Regions from separate parts of the Mus musculus genome. Here region 2 is linked to region 1. A link is a contact called in public Micro-C data. All regions are on one chromosome and are shown on one strand. The core of a region is the stretch at or near the end of the contact, and the rest is flanking DNA. Distances in the headings are between cores, read along the strand shown.

Region 1 (6,935 bases), core at 1,215-3,714:
GCATCAGATCTCATTTCAGATGGTTGTGAGCCACCATGTGGTTGCTGGGATTTGAACTCAGGACCTTTGGAAGAGCAATTGGCACTCTTAACCGCTGAGCCATCTCACCAGCCCCCACACCTTTTAATAGTGCCTCTCCCAGGGGCAAGCATATACAAACTATCACACCCACTATCTAAGCTGGGCTCACAGAGGCTTACTTTGCTGACCAAAAAGCACAGGATACCAGGCAGGCACAGACTTGGAGAGCCAGGCTGGCACAGGAGCCTGTAGCTCTGAAGTCAGGAAGCCTCCAACAGGGTGCTCCCAGTATGACTCTCTCACAGCCTCTTAGGCAGCCAGTCAGGATTCAGACCTAGAAGGCATTTCTGCACATGGGAAACCAACCTTTATCACTTCAGGGATGTTGGAAGGAACCTTACAGCTGTGTCCCCCCACACTGTGGGGCCCATGGACCTTAGAAGTCTTGTTACAGGGCAGATTCCTTAACTTTGTTTTTGGACCTGCTACTTGCTCTGGGATCACACTGTTCATACCAAGCCCCTACTGCTTAGAAACCTGTCTGTTACTGGAGCTTTTAGGCCTGTACCCCTAAAAAAAGCTAGGCATGGCCACATACCCTCAATATACTTACCTAAGAGGCAAATACCAGTGCAAAGCAGAGAGAGAGAGAGAGAGAGAGAGAGAGAGAGAGAGAGAGAGAGAGAGAGAGAGAGAGTTATTCAACACGGCCACACTGGGAAGAGGAACACATACAAGATCATGCTGACACAGAAAACAGCTCTCACAACCGGGAAGAAGTCCATTCTGGAGCCAAATGTGAAAGCCATAGACTAGCAACACAGTCAGGTGGTCCTGAATATCACACTCCAACATGGCAACAGTCTCATGAAGCTTTCTATAACAAAATCATAAATTCTAGACTTTAAAAAAAAAAGATCATTTTATGTCTATGGATGTTTTGCCAGCATGTACATCTGTATTATGGAACACCAGGTGGCCCTAGAGGATCCCCTGGAACTGGATACAGATGGTTGTTAGCCACCATGTCAGTGCTGGGAATCAATACAGATCCCACGGAAGAGCAGCTGGTGTTCTTAACCCCTGGGCCGTTTCTCCAGCTCAAGACATTTTAAAATACATGGATAGAAACATCAGATTAGCCATAGCAGCGAAGACAGACAGGAAGTAGCTACTCTAGCCCTCCGACATTATCTGAAGCATTCTTAGTTGGAATTGTCTTTGTTGCTTCTATTACTGTGATGAACCCCAGGACAAAAAGCTACTGGGGGGTGGGGGGGAGGATAAGTTACATTTTACAGATCAGTAGTTCACAACCTTCCTAATGCTGTAACCCTTTAATACAGTTCCTTGTGTTAATGGTGACCCCCCTCAGCCATAAAGTTATTTTGTTGCTACTTCATAACTGTAATTTTGCTACTGTTATGAATTGTAATGTAAATATCTGATATCTAGTATATCTGATATTTGACACACACACCCCAAAAAGAATCTCCAGGTTGAGAACTTCTGTTATAGTTCATCATGAAGAGATGCCAGGAGAGGACCTGAAGCAGAGGCCGTGGCGGAGTGTGCTGCTTATTGGCTTGCTCCCCTTAGCTTGCTTGGCCTTCTTTCTTACACAACTCAGACCTACCTGCCTAGGGGTGTCTTGTCCACAGTGGGCTGGGCTCTGCCACATCAGTCATTAGTCAAGCAAATGAATGCCCCCCTCCCTACCCCCCCCATCCCAGAGTTACCTACAGGCCAGTCTGATGGAGGCAATTTCTCAGTTGAGGTGCCTTCTTCCCCGGCAAGCCTAGCTTGTGTCTTGTTGACAAAAAATTAACCAGCACAGGATTGTTGGAAGCGAGGGGTCCTGTTTGTACATTCCCTAAGGGTTTACCTAATAGTCACAAGGATGTTAGGTCAAACAGAGGGGTGGGCCATAAAAGGCTACCCAGAGACTAAGATAGCCGGAGATAATTTTGGCTCCCAACCTGTAATAGTCTGGCTTTCCACTATCAGTTAATAAGTCAATCGGCCTTGGGAAATGTTTAACATTGGTGCTGCCCCCTGTCTCCCTCCACCCCTTCCTAGGAAACTCACTTCCCCCCAAGTCCAATTTCCAGGTAGTGGCTTGATAAAGATGTTTGACAATCTGGGTTCAATCTCCGGGAACCTGGCAAATAAATACCAACCTCCCCAGGCACGCTGTGGCTCACGCTTACCCTACCTTCTGTGATTAGACGTAAAATATTTTTGCTCGAGCAGGCCAGCTACAACATTGGACTGCCAAAGGAGATACACTTACATCGGGCCCCTTTCAGCTCCAGATGGGAGCCCTTTGGTCGGGTGTGCACACTGGGGGTCCGTCTTGAGGCTGCCACTCAGAATTTCTAAGCCCTTCCTTCCAAGATGCTGCCCCATCCTGCTTAGTGCTTGCCTTGAAAGCCACTTCATTTAACATCAGTGTTCCCAGGAACCAGAAACGACTAAGTTCCTAGTTCTTGGCGGAGGTGCCACCAGACACAGGTCCATAGCAGATCTTTCCAGCTGTGGCTTGCAAGTCCCAAATTCTAACCCCAGTCAATTGTGGAAGGGGTGTGGTCTCGTCTTGGTGCAGCCACAAGGTCAGCTCCGTCCGAGATGTAGGTGTGGGCTTCCCACAAGCGTCCTGGGGCGGAGGTGAGGTGAGGTGAGGTAGGAGGGAGGCACGGCTCCCGCGGCGGCGAGGCGGGTCCAGAGCAGACTGAAGATAAAAGGCAGAACCAAACTCTTGACTCCGCACGTGCTGCTCCGGCTCCCGCGTGGCGTTCTCAGCATCCAGTCTTCTGTGTCTGCAGGTCAGTGTAGGAGATGGTCCCCTGCTGCGCCTGTGCCCGGGAATTGGACCTCTTTCCGGGCACGGGACGACCAGCGAAATCTGCTGTCTGGGTTGGGGTCCGGAACGACCGCAGGGCGCCACTGCTTTGTGGGTCGCGAGGGGAGAGATGGGCCCCTGAGTAGCCCCGGGTGGCAAGACGCCTCCCGCTCCCTCCTGCTCTTAGCAATGCTCAACCTCTCAGGAATAGGAGTGGGAACCCGGCACCCAGAAAACTGGTTTGTCTAGTAATTTGGGATGTGATCGTCCCGAAGGATGGCTTGGGAGGGCCCCCACACCCTTTTCATCAGGGAGCAAGCTGAGGCTGGCTGTCCTGGGTTCCTCCCGTGGTTTCCCAACCTCAGCAGGTGAAAGCAAGACACCAGGTGGGTAGAATTTCTCTCCGAGACAGTAAGTAGCTCCCTCCTGGACGCTTTCTTGCTTTCGGTGGCCAGTATGTAAATTCCAGCCTTTCCCGATATAATTTTTTTAAGTGACATGAATGAGGTTAACATGGACAGAGACTTTTTTTTTTTTTGCCAGATGCCTTTTCTAGGTTGTCTGCTTATATTAAAGTCTCTTAACATGGTGACACTTTTGTCTGCTTCTGATGCGCACGCCTTTAATCCCAGCACTTGGGAGGCAGAGGCAGGCGGATTTCTGAGTTCGAGGCCAGCCTGGTCTACAAAGTGAGTTCCAGGACAGCCAAGGCTACAGAGAAATCCTGTCTCGAAACAAACAAACAAACAAACAAAACAACAACAACAAAAAATGGAGACAAGAGACTACCCTGGCCTGATGCCCAGGAGGCCTCTGTGGGGGGTAGAGGAATTGCTGCTCAGAGCTCTGGCTCTGGGGCCGAGTGGGAGGTGCCATTGAACCTGGAACTTTACTACCCCGCCCCCCATCTTTTTTCTTTTGGAGGGTAGTGCTGGTAGTGGTGGTTGCCTTGACATTTGGTCCTTACTAGTTGCAGAAGGCCTATGATTGAGGTGTTTAAGCCCATTTCCATTGAAGGTGGGTGTGGCTGGCAGTACCAATTAGCATGAGAGGACATTAGCAATAAGATGCTGCCACTCAGCTAGTGCTGACCTTTCCTAGACAGGTTTCTGGGCATGGAGCAGAAATCAGCCTTGCAGGATTAAACACAGCAGAAAATTTCCTGTAGAGACAGCAAAGAAAGATAAGAACTTAGTCAGGTTTGAGAAACAGGAGGCTGTGCCCTTGGGGAAGAGGTACAGAAGGGATTGGGGTGGTTTGCCTGGTGTCCTGGATCCTCCATGGTGTGTGTGTGTGCATTTGTGCAGACCTTACCTTTCTGTTCTACCGTGGCTATGGGCAGCTAACAACAGAATTATATTAAGACTTTTTTTTTTTAAGGTCAGTAATGTGTGGCTGGAGAGATGGCTTACAGCTTTAGAGCATTGGCTGTTCTTCCAGAGGCCCTGGATTCAATTCCCAGCATCCACATGGCAGCTCACCACTGTCTATAATGGGATCTGATGCCCTCTTCTGGTGTGCAGGCATGTGTGCAGACAAAGCACCCATACTCATAAAATACACAAATAAATAAATCTTTATTGTTGGGAGTGTGACCTATGTGCACTGTCATGCAGTAGATGTCTGGGCTGCTCCTCTCTCCCCAAGACAATGTCCTACTTTGTTTCGGGGAATATTGACCTTAGCTTACAGGGGTGGAAGCTGGGGTGTGTGTCCTTATTTCATTTAGCCCCATGTGCTCCAGGCCCATCCATACTGTAGCATGGGTCAGTATTTCTTATTTTTTGTTGTTTTTGTTTTCTCTTGTTTGAAAGGCTGAAATTCTGCTGTGTGTGTAGACCACTCCTTTATCCAGTCCTGCAAGGTGGATACTTTTTATTCTATGCTTACTGTGACAGGCTTGAGACTTACAAGGTCTTGATTTAGTTAGTCTCTGAGACTAAGAATGATTGCAGTTAGAAGTTTAGGGTGGTCTTGTGGTGGTTGGCGCACTGAAGCCTTTCCTCGTGGAAAAGGCTATTTCTAAGGAACTTCAGGACTCCTGAAGCACAACCGTTCATCCCCAGGACAGTAGTGATGGAATCCCTCTTCCCAGAGGTATCTCGGAGTTGTTTCAGTCTGAGAACATTGTCAGTTAAGAGCACAGATGAAGTCCTGGTGGCTTCTGTTCTTTGTGCTTCTCGAGCTGGCAGGGCTGCTGGAAATGCCCTCTGGGGACGCAAACACTGCCTCCTGACACCTGAAGCCAGTGTGACTAACCCTGACCGAACTCTTCTCAGCTGAGCCATTTCTCAAGGAAGCCTGGGCTTACAGGTGCTTATGAGAGACCTTTGTACCCAGGTGCAAATACACACAAGTCCAGTGGAGCACCGACCCATCTCCGTTACTCAGGTCACTGGTGCCGGTTTTCCTGAAGGTCCCTCCTTGTTCTGGATGGAATAAATCATCCTGTTGCTTGAGGGGAAGAGTGCATTTTCCTCTCCATTTTATTCTCTGCAGTTAAAGTTTGCTAAGGTGCTTGGGAGCGAGCCCCCTGCCTACTTATTATTTGACTTTAACAAAGAGGGGCCAAGGATAGCTGTTTGCTCTTTGCAAATTTACTTTCTGGCCTGGCAAAAGCTGTTCTCAGAGTATGATCTGGGGAACCCTGGGGATCCCCGAGACCTTTTGTAGAGTCCACAAGGTCAAACCGCTGGAGGAAGAATAACTGCTCTTGGTGTTTTCTCCTCAGTGCACTAGGGGTTTCTCAGATCTGGGTTTGGCCTGTGGTAGCTAATGAGAGGTGTGTTTGAGTAGTCTTGTGTTTCTAGAGTCTTGTAAACTCTAGGCTTAGAGGAGAGCTATCAATGTGTTTCTAGAGATGAAAGCTCTTTGCACTACACTTTCAAGCCTGTTTTTATCTCTCTGGCTTTGGATTCGAGGTCTCCTGCATCCTCATGGAGAGCCATCAAAAGGCAAGTGTACTTACTTGTAACTGGAAATGTAATAATACCACAATATAAGGATATCCATTCATACATTTTAAAAAAAGATTTATTTATTTATTTATTTATTTATTTATTTATTTATTTTTGGATGAGTGCTCTATCTCCATGCACACCTGCATGCCAGAAGAGGGCATAGGATTGCATTACGGATGGTTGTGGGCCACCGTGTGGTTTCTAGGAATTGAACTCAGGACCAATGAAAGAGCAGTCAGTGCTCTTAATCACTGAGCCATCCCTCTAGCCCCCATTCATATATTTTTATGCTGAAGAATGAATGATTGGCTTGTCAGGGGATAACAGAAAACTTGACTTTTCAACCCACAGCTGGCAATGTCATCTGTGCCCATGAGGTCAGCGAAGGCTGACATGAGCATCAACTCCGAGCCAGTTCCTAGACTCGTGAAAGGGAGTTTATCCAGAGAAAAGGTCATAACTGAAAAAAGTGCCCCTCAGCTTCCTGCTCCCCTGTGGATCCCCTGCCAGCCCACCATTCTAAATAATGCAGTGATATTGAGAGTCCTCTGACAAGTGTGACTTGAAGGTTTTAACTAGATAGTAGAAACTCATCAAAAGTCCCAAATTATTAGATTTTTCAGACTAGAAACTAGAGTAAACTGCGGTTGAAGTATCAAGCTGGATGGGTCACCAGGCTAAGTAAGCATCAAACAGGACAGATTATCAAACTGTACGGAATCTCAGTGCTTCTACTCCCAATGGTCTTAACTGCTGAGCCATCTCTCCAACTCCCCATTGGCAGCGTATGGCCACCAGGAATACAATGGCCCCTGGTGATGTGTTGCATGGGCTTGAGTGATACAAAAGCACCAGCAGGCCCGATTCCTCCGAATCACCAGTACATGCTCACCCCAGCTCCACAGAGTGTGAACAGGCAGCTCAGCACTTGGACTGTTTTGTTTCCAACCGTCCACTACGAGTCCTGTGCCTGGTCTGGCATGGATTCATAAGCACACAAGCAGCATGGTGAATGCAGCCGCCACTGCAAAGTCATCCACTTGTGAGCACAGACACACTGCATGACACTCAGTCTTAGCATGTGTGGCCAAGTCTCTACCAGTCAATGCTCT
Region 2 (6,935 bases), core at 1,941-4,440, 73 kb after region 1:
CATCCTACTGGCTTTCACTCAAACTTGATAACAGGCTTGCAGCCCGCCATGTTTTCAGCAGCTGCTACCAACTGATCAACAAGACAGATGAGGCAGCTCTGGGTCTGGAGCAGCTGCTGTCTGACTATTTAGTTTGGTCAGGCTCAGGTCTGTCTTATGTTCCCAGGGTTCCACATCTGTGCATACTCAAAGACTAAGCATCTGATGTCACTACTGACCTGGTGATAAGTAGGGGAAATAGGCCTACCCCATGGCCTCCTGGTCATACAGGTCCTCATCAAAACTTGTTCAAGGTTTTTACTCCCACTTTCTCAGCCGAGGTCCTTCTGGCTGCCATTGGTCTGTCCCTAGGCTCTGTTCAGAGGCTCTGCTGACCTCTTGGAATGAGGAAATACAGACCAGCCTTTAAAAGTTGGCGTAGTAGCCACTGTATAGGCTGAGGCCTGGATTCATGCAAATTTGCCCTTCAACATGAAAAATGAGATTTGACCCAGGTTTGCCTTACAGGTCCCATTGTAACACATCCTGGGATCCAGTATCAACCAGCTCCCACATTTGATTCCGAGTACCCTAAAAAGAATTTTCAGCCCCAGTGTGAAAGGAGGGCTCAGTTGACCTCTCTGAGGTGAGAAACTGAAGCCTGTCCCATTGGATGGTACTCTGTAAATACTTCCATGAAGGTAGTTACCATATGCCAGGGGACTCTTGGAGAGGCTGAGGTATGCAGAGGGCCTGATTGAGGGGAGCTACCTTAGAGAACAAGGCCCTCCCCTGATGCCCATGAGACTCAGGACGACTGTCCACAGAGCTACTCCTGAGACGATCTGACATGGTGGCTTGGTAGAGGGGAGAGGGTGGGCTTTTCAGGAGGACAGGTTGTTATAGGAAGGGCGGGGGTAGGCTAAGACAACCTCTGACCCCTGGTGTCCTCTCCCCTCTCCTTTCCTTTGCTCTCTACTCAAGAGAAAAGTGGTAGCTGTTACTGGGGAGACAATTGGTTCTTAAGGGGCAGGACCCCTGGCCCAGGTCCCCAGATCCTGTCAACCTAGCCTTTATGGAAGCTCAACTGCCACTTCCTATTAAACATTAGCCCACTATCTTCGTTTCCCACGAGCTGAGCCAATCTCATCCCTCTAGATCACCTTCCTCCTCACTGACCCAGAGTGCACTGGAGTATGAGATTCCGGTTGCTTCATTTTCTTCTTCTGTTTCGTCTTAAGATGAGGTTTCATGTAGCCCAAGCTGGCCTTAAACTTGCTAGGTAGCCAAGAATGAACTTGCACTTCTGATCCTCTTGTCTCCAACTCCCAAGAGCTGGGATTACAGGCACATGCCACCAGGTCCCAGTTTATGCAGAACTGGGTAACGAAGTCAGGGCTTTGTGTATGCAGGGGACTTTCTAAGGCCACATGACGAGCCTCTCGTGACCGTGGGTGTGAGTAGTTCCTTCCTGTCTCGGGGCCAAGGTAGGTTCCCTGGCCTCCTGAAGCAATCTTTTTCTAAGAGCATTTCTGGAGTGAAAGGGTGAGGCACAGGCGTGTCTCTGTGTTTTCCAAAGCCACACAAACTGTTCCAGTCTGCAGAGACTCACACTGTCTCCTCAAATGGTAATCGTAAGGCTCAGTGACTGAGGCTACCTGGGTTCTCAGCAGTGAGATCAGGAGAGGAGCTCTGGAGAAGAGCACCTTCATGCCATTGCTTGACGGACAGCATGTAGTTGCTTTGCCAAGCTCTTGAAAACCACTCTGGCAGGGTCCTCCATCTCCAGGCTGAGGACAGGCTAACAGGTACCTTGGTTACCTTGGCTTTGCCAAGACTTTGAGTCCCAAGCCTGGTGGGAGAGGAGAGAAAGGAGAGAGACAGACAGACACAGAGAGAGAGACAGACAGACAGAGAGACAGAGAGACAGAGAGGAAGGAGGAGGAGGAGAGGGGAGAGAGGAAAGAGGAAAGAGGAAAGGGAAGAGGAGAGAAGAGAAGGGGAGGGAGGAGAATGGAGAGAACTCTGGTGTGTGGAGGGGAAGCTACTTTGGAGCCACATCTACTAGGCACTCTGTACAGGACATGGTCTCATCCCAGATTCTCCATGGATGATGGTTTGGTGGTGGGAGGGAGAGACAGAACTTGCTGGTGAGTGAATGAAACTGAGGACACCAACCTGGAGCCAACTCATCTTCCAGATGTCCCCAAGAGGGCTTACCCACAACAGAACCCATACATACAGAAACCACGTCTGAGAGAAAGCCCCCACCCCCACCCCGCCACACACACACTTGTCTTTCTGGCCATTCAGGAGCCCAGCTCTAAGGCTGACCTGCTCATTCACTGCACATCGTTTGGGTGTACAGTCCCTCTGGTATCCCTGACATCACTCTTGGGGTGCCATATGGCTAAGAGCCCTGAGTTAAGGGTGGCGCACGCCTTTAATCCCAGCACTTGGGAGGCAGAGGCAGGCAGATTTCTGAGTTCGAGGCCAGCCTGGTCTACAAAGTGAGTTCCAGGACAGCCAGGGTTATATAGAGAAACCCTGTCTCACCCCCCCCCCAAAAGAACTCTCATCTCTCTTAGATGTATAAGTGTGGGGGTTATCAGCCTAGATGAGTTGATCTAGACCAGTCCCAAGAGCTCTCTCTCTCTCTCTCTCTCTCTCTCTCTCTCTCTCTCTCTCTCTCATTACAGACCCCCCAGGTTCCCACTTGGAATCATACATATCCCTGAGCTGGGACCAGAGGCATGGAGTCCACACCTGCCCCCCCGCCCCCCTCCCCCCCCCCCCCCCCCCCGCCTTCCAGAGAGGCCTGAAACCCCAGGAGCAAATACGAGGGAACCACGCTGTCCTATGGCGGTGTCCCCCCGCCCCTCCAGGGCTGTGGGATCCAGGGACCCCAATGCCCACCCTGAAGACCTGGGCACCCCGAGCACCTCAGCCAAGCCTCACCGCCGCGAACCCACCTTCTTGAGCTCCAGTCGCGCGTCCTCGGAGCTGTCGCGGTCCCCGCCGCCAGCCCGCGCCCGCCCTCCCTCGGAGCTCGGCTCCCGCCTCCCGAGCTCCCGGGCTCCGTAGCGGTGCGAATTCTCCGCACCGTTCTTTTTTGAAGGGACGTTCTTTTGCGTTGCGTCAGGGCGGTTGCCTGGCGACCGTAGAGCTAGTCCGCCGCCAGCCTCTCGGCGCCGCCGCCCGCCTCCCATTCAAGCCGCGGCAGGTCGGCCTCCCGGCACCGCTGGTCCGAGTGCACCCGGGTCCTAAAGACCCCCGATTCTCCCTCCCCGTGCAAGGCCAAGCCCAGTCAGGAACTCTCAGCAAGCTCCAGGCGAAATCAAACCCAAACTTTTTTTTCCCATTAAGATCAAAGCAAAGAGAGTTATGTCCCGTCCCGTCCCGTCTTACTGCCCCCTCCCTCCAAGCATGGCAACGTGGCTTTGCCACTGTCAGCAGTTCGCTGAGGGAATGGGCAGGGAAAGCGGGCTGCACTCCACCCAGGAAAGTCTTGGGTTCCTGATCCCAGCAGCAGCCACCAAGTCAGACCAACTGGCACTGACCTGCGCGCTCGCGCGCTCGCGTGCCACACCATTGCAGGGCTCCAGCTGGGTAGGCATTTGTGGGCAGCTCTGGCTTAGTTTTCAAGTGGGGAAAACTGGGATGTTAAGAGGAAAGAGCTGTGGGTAGTGCTGGTGGGCCTGATGTGAGAGCCTCCTTAACCACCTGCACCTCATTCTTGGGAACTGCAGCAGCTGCATCTGTCCTAATACTCTTAGGGTCAGGTTCTACTGCCCTAAGTTCCAACCCTGCTCCGTGAGCACCTAGAGCTGTTGGCATCTGGAGCTGCTAGCACTTAGGGTCACAGAGAACAGAAGCTGGACTGACATGCTTGTAGACTCTTAGGACCATCCTGACTGCAGGATGAGGCAAGGGGCCCACACAAGAGACCAGCTTGGGGTGATGCCAGAAGGTGGTCTCTTTGTCCTCGACCAGCTCCCTAAAACCCTAAGGGTAGAAGGGTCTTTCCAAGAGAATGAGTCACCTTCATCTCCTCTGTCTCTTGAGTCAGTTGCTGTGGTTTTAAGGATGCTCCTTGACCCTTCTTGCTGGCTAGAGGAGCACCTGAGGTGTGACCTCAACACCCAACCTACCCCTCCCCATGAACCACTGTGTCTGGACTCTGGGTAGACTGGGGTAGGAGTGAGGTTAGCAGGATGAAGATATCAAGTAGCTGGCTTGGTTGGTCGTTGCCATGCCTGCAGCCCGCCCAAGTGCTCCTTGTAGGTCAGTGAATGTGGCAGAGAGATGTCAGGGAACTTGCTTGAGCTCAGTGTTGGCTGAGAACCTTGTGGAAGGAAGTGGTTCAACGGTAGTCTGCAGCATGTTCCAGGGTGTGTGTGTTAGTGTGTGTGTGTTAGCGTGTGTTAGTGTATTAGTGTGTGTGTAACTGTATGTATGTTACTGTGTGTGTTACTGTGTGTGTTAGTGTGTGTATTAGTGTGTGTGTTAGTGTCTGTGTTAGTGTATGTGTTACTGTGTGCTGTGTGTGTTAATATGTCTATGTTAGCGTGTGTGTGTGTTAGTGTGTGTGTGTGTGTGTGTGTGTGTGTGTGTGTGTATAGAAGACGAAGGAATGCTGCACACACAGAGACAAGGAAGGTAAAAACCACCTCTCTGGGGACATAAACTTGGGACTAAAAGTCAAGGCCTTGGTTGGCCCTGTCACTTCCCATCACAGGTCACTTGTGCCATTCTGGAAGGTCACTGGGGCTCCTCTGCTCACCTGGAAGAAGCCAGAAACTTCTGTGGCTTGAACATGACTCTGGGGGTGGAAATAGGCCCCTCGTACAAAACCAAGCAGGACCTGGAAAGTTGGGAGATCGGAGCCCTAACTTCCCATGGCTTCCCAGTAGGCTTCCTTCTCAGGATGATCATTTGCAGCTACACTGAGACAAGCAGGACAGAATCCATCCCTTACTTTTAAGGTTTTAAAATTGAAACACAAAATGCCCATCTTTCTCTGTTTTCCGGGACTGGCTGTTTTCCATCCAAAAAAGAATTATCTTGTAAATATCAGATCCTGCTTTGGGCTTGTGAGGACCACCTTAGATAAAAGACCTTGACCTTGCCAGGTTATCAAGGTAGGTGCTGGCACTCTTTTCTCTCCAGAGAGCAGTTAGGATGTCAGGTCCTGGGCCAGAGTCTATCAGCTTCTGCTAGTTGCTCCTGGAAGTGATGTTCCCCACCAAATGATAGTACTGTGACTTTCAAGAGAAGCCAGGAATTGGTTGCCATTGGTGTATTCCTCTCTCTCAGAGAGGTCTATTCAGCAGCTGGGGGCAGGTTCCTGTCCTGCAGGGAGCTCATTAGGTCCACTTAGGGGCCAGTCATCTGAGGCATTGGTTACTAGGAAGATAATTAACCAACCATTCACATGGTTGCTGGGGTCAGAAAAGAGCAGATATCTGCCCCACCCAGGTATGGAGCTGGGTAGGGATGGGGGTGGGGCTTCAAGGCATGCTGGGAGTGAGCAGAACTGGAGAGGAAGAGAAGGACCTAGTTATAGAGGACAGCCAGTTTGAGGTCAGAAATATAGGTGCCAGGGGCTGAGCTGCGATGTGTGACACGGTCCCCAGGGCAGTGGGATTAAGAAGAGAGGTCACAGCTTACCTGTTTTAGGAAAGCTAGCTGAGGAGAAGTGAGACAGGAGGCCTGGGATCAGGTGATGATGCTCCCTTCACTGGAGGCAGGAAGCAAATAACACACAGATTCCGATGGGGCAGAGGAAGGGAGGGCATCAACTTTGTATTTCCCAGGGGAGGATGCCAGTGGGGGTAGCAGAGAGGAAGGACTCAATAGGGACTCAGGAGGTAGAAGGACATGGGTTTGAGCCTTGGCCCTGGTGGTGTTTGGGGTATGGGAGGCAGCCACTGAGGTCTTCGATGTGCAGTGACTTTGTGGATGAATGGAAATGATTTCCTTGGTGTTGATTTGTGGGTAAGAGGACTCCCAGGATACATGTGGTAGCTGTATGCTGGGCCTGCTCCAGATCAAGTGGCTGCAGGCTCCAGATGTGTCTCTCCCAGTCCCCCCCCCCACCCCCACTCCTTTTTGCTCTACAGTCTGGATAGCAGAACCCAGGATGTTTTCGGAGAAATAGCTGTTTGAGGCTAGGGAGGTGGTTCTGACTGTAAAGTGCTTGCCTTGGAAGAAGGAACTCCTGAGTTCAATCCCCAGAACCTGTAAGAACACCATGTGTGATGATATGTATACATGCACACACATGCACACACGTACACACATGCACACACACATACACATATGCACATACATGCACATACAGACATGCAAGCACATACATACACACAAACGCATATATACATACAATGCATTCACACACACATACACACACTGTTTGGCTATTCCATTATGTTTCTGTGGTCTCCTCTCTGGTATATAAAGACCCAGATGGAAGCTGGACTACTAGACTTGGGAGTCCCTTTGTCCAATCTAAGTGTCCAGGGTGAGAAAAGAACAGAGAGAAAGCATGCCTCATTTCCTCTGCCCTTCTGAATTCCACACTCCAAGACTAGAAGGACCCCAACAAGATGTGAAATCAGAGTTTGGCCTTTGAGGCTCTTATAAATGTCTATTTGTCAAGGCAGAAGGGAAGAACAAACCGTATTTCAAAGTTTATTAGTTTGATTTATAATGTTTAAATATTTAGACACATGGTGCGTGGGCCTCTTTCGTTGCATTTGCTTTGGGCCTCTCAAATGTCAGGGGTGGGTGTGATTGCAACCCGTGTTGCTGGTTTGTTTAAGGAACAGATGACATGGTGCCCTGGGCACAAGCCCAGGCTGTAACTATCCTCCCTTCCATCTCCACTGTGGCCTCTTGGAGCTTGGCCTTCTCTTCTGTGAACACTTGTAAGAGCAGAAATGGAGAAAGTATTT

The links. A called contact is a pair of places that touch in the nucleus more often than the background predicts.
Region 2: a Micro-C map of embryonic stem cells shows a contact between it and region 1, with 2.6 times the contacts expected there. The contact joins the promoter of Fam167a here to the promoter of Tdh in region 1. A contact is called at or near these places in 1 of 484 Hi-C or Micro-C datasets (embryonic stem cells), 2 of 115 datasets of contacts at active chromatin or transcription factors (both in embryonic stem cells) and 1 of 9 other capture datasets (adipose tissue).

Annotation. Positions count from the first base shown.
Region 1 is chr14:63,504,621-63,511,555 of GRCm38.p6, reverse strand. Tdh (L-threonine dehydrogenase) reads left to right here and starts at 2,464. Exons shown (of 9, transcript NM_021480.5): 1 at 2,464-2,846.
Region 2 is chr14:63,432,649-63,439,583 of GRCm38.p6, reverse strand. Fam167a (family with sequence similarity 167, member A) reads right to left here and starts at 3,190. Exons shown (of 4, transcript NM_177628.4): 1 at 2,952-3,190.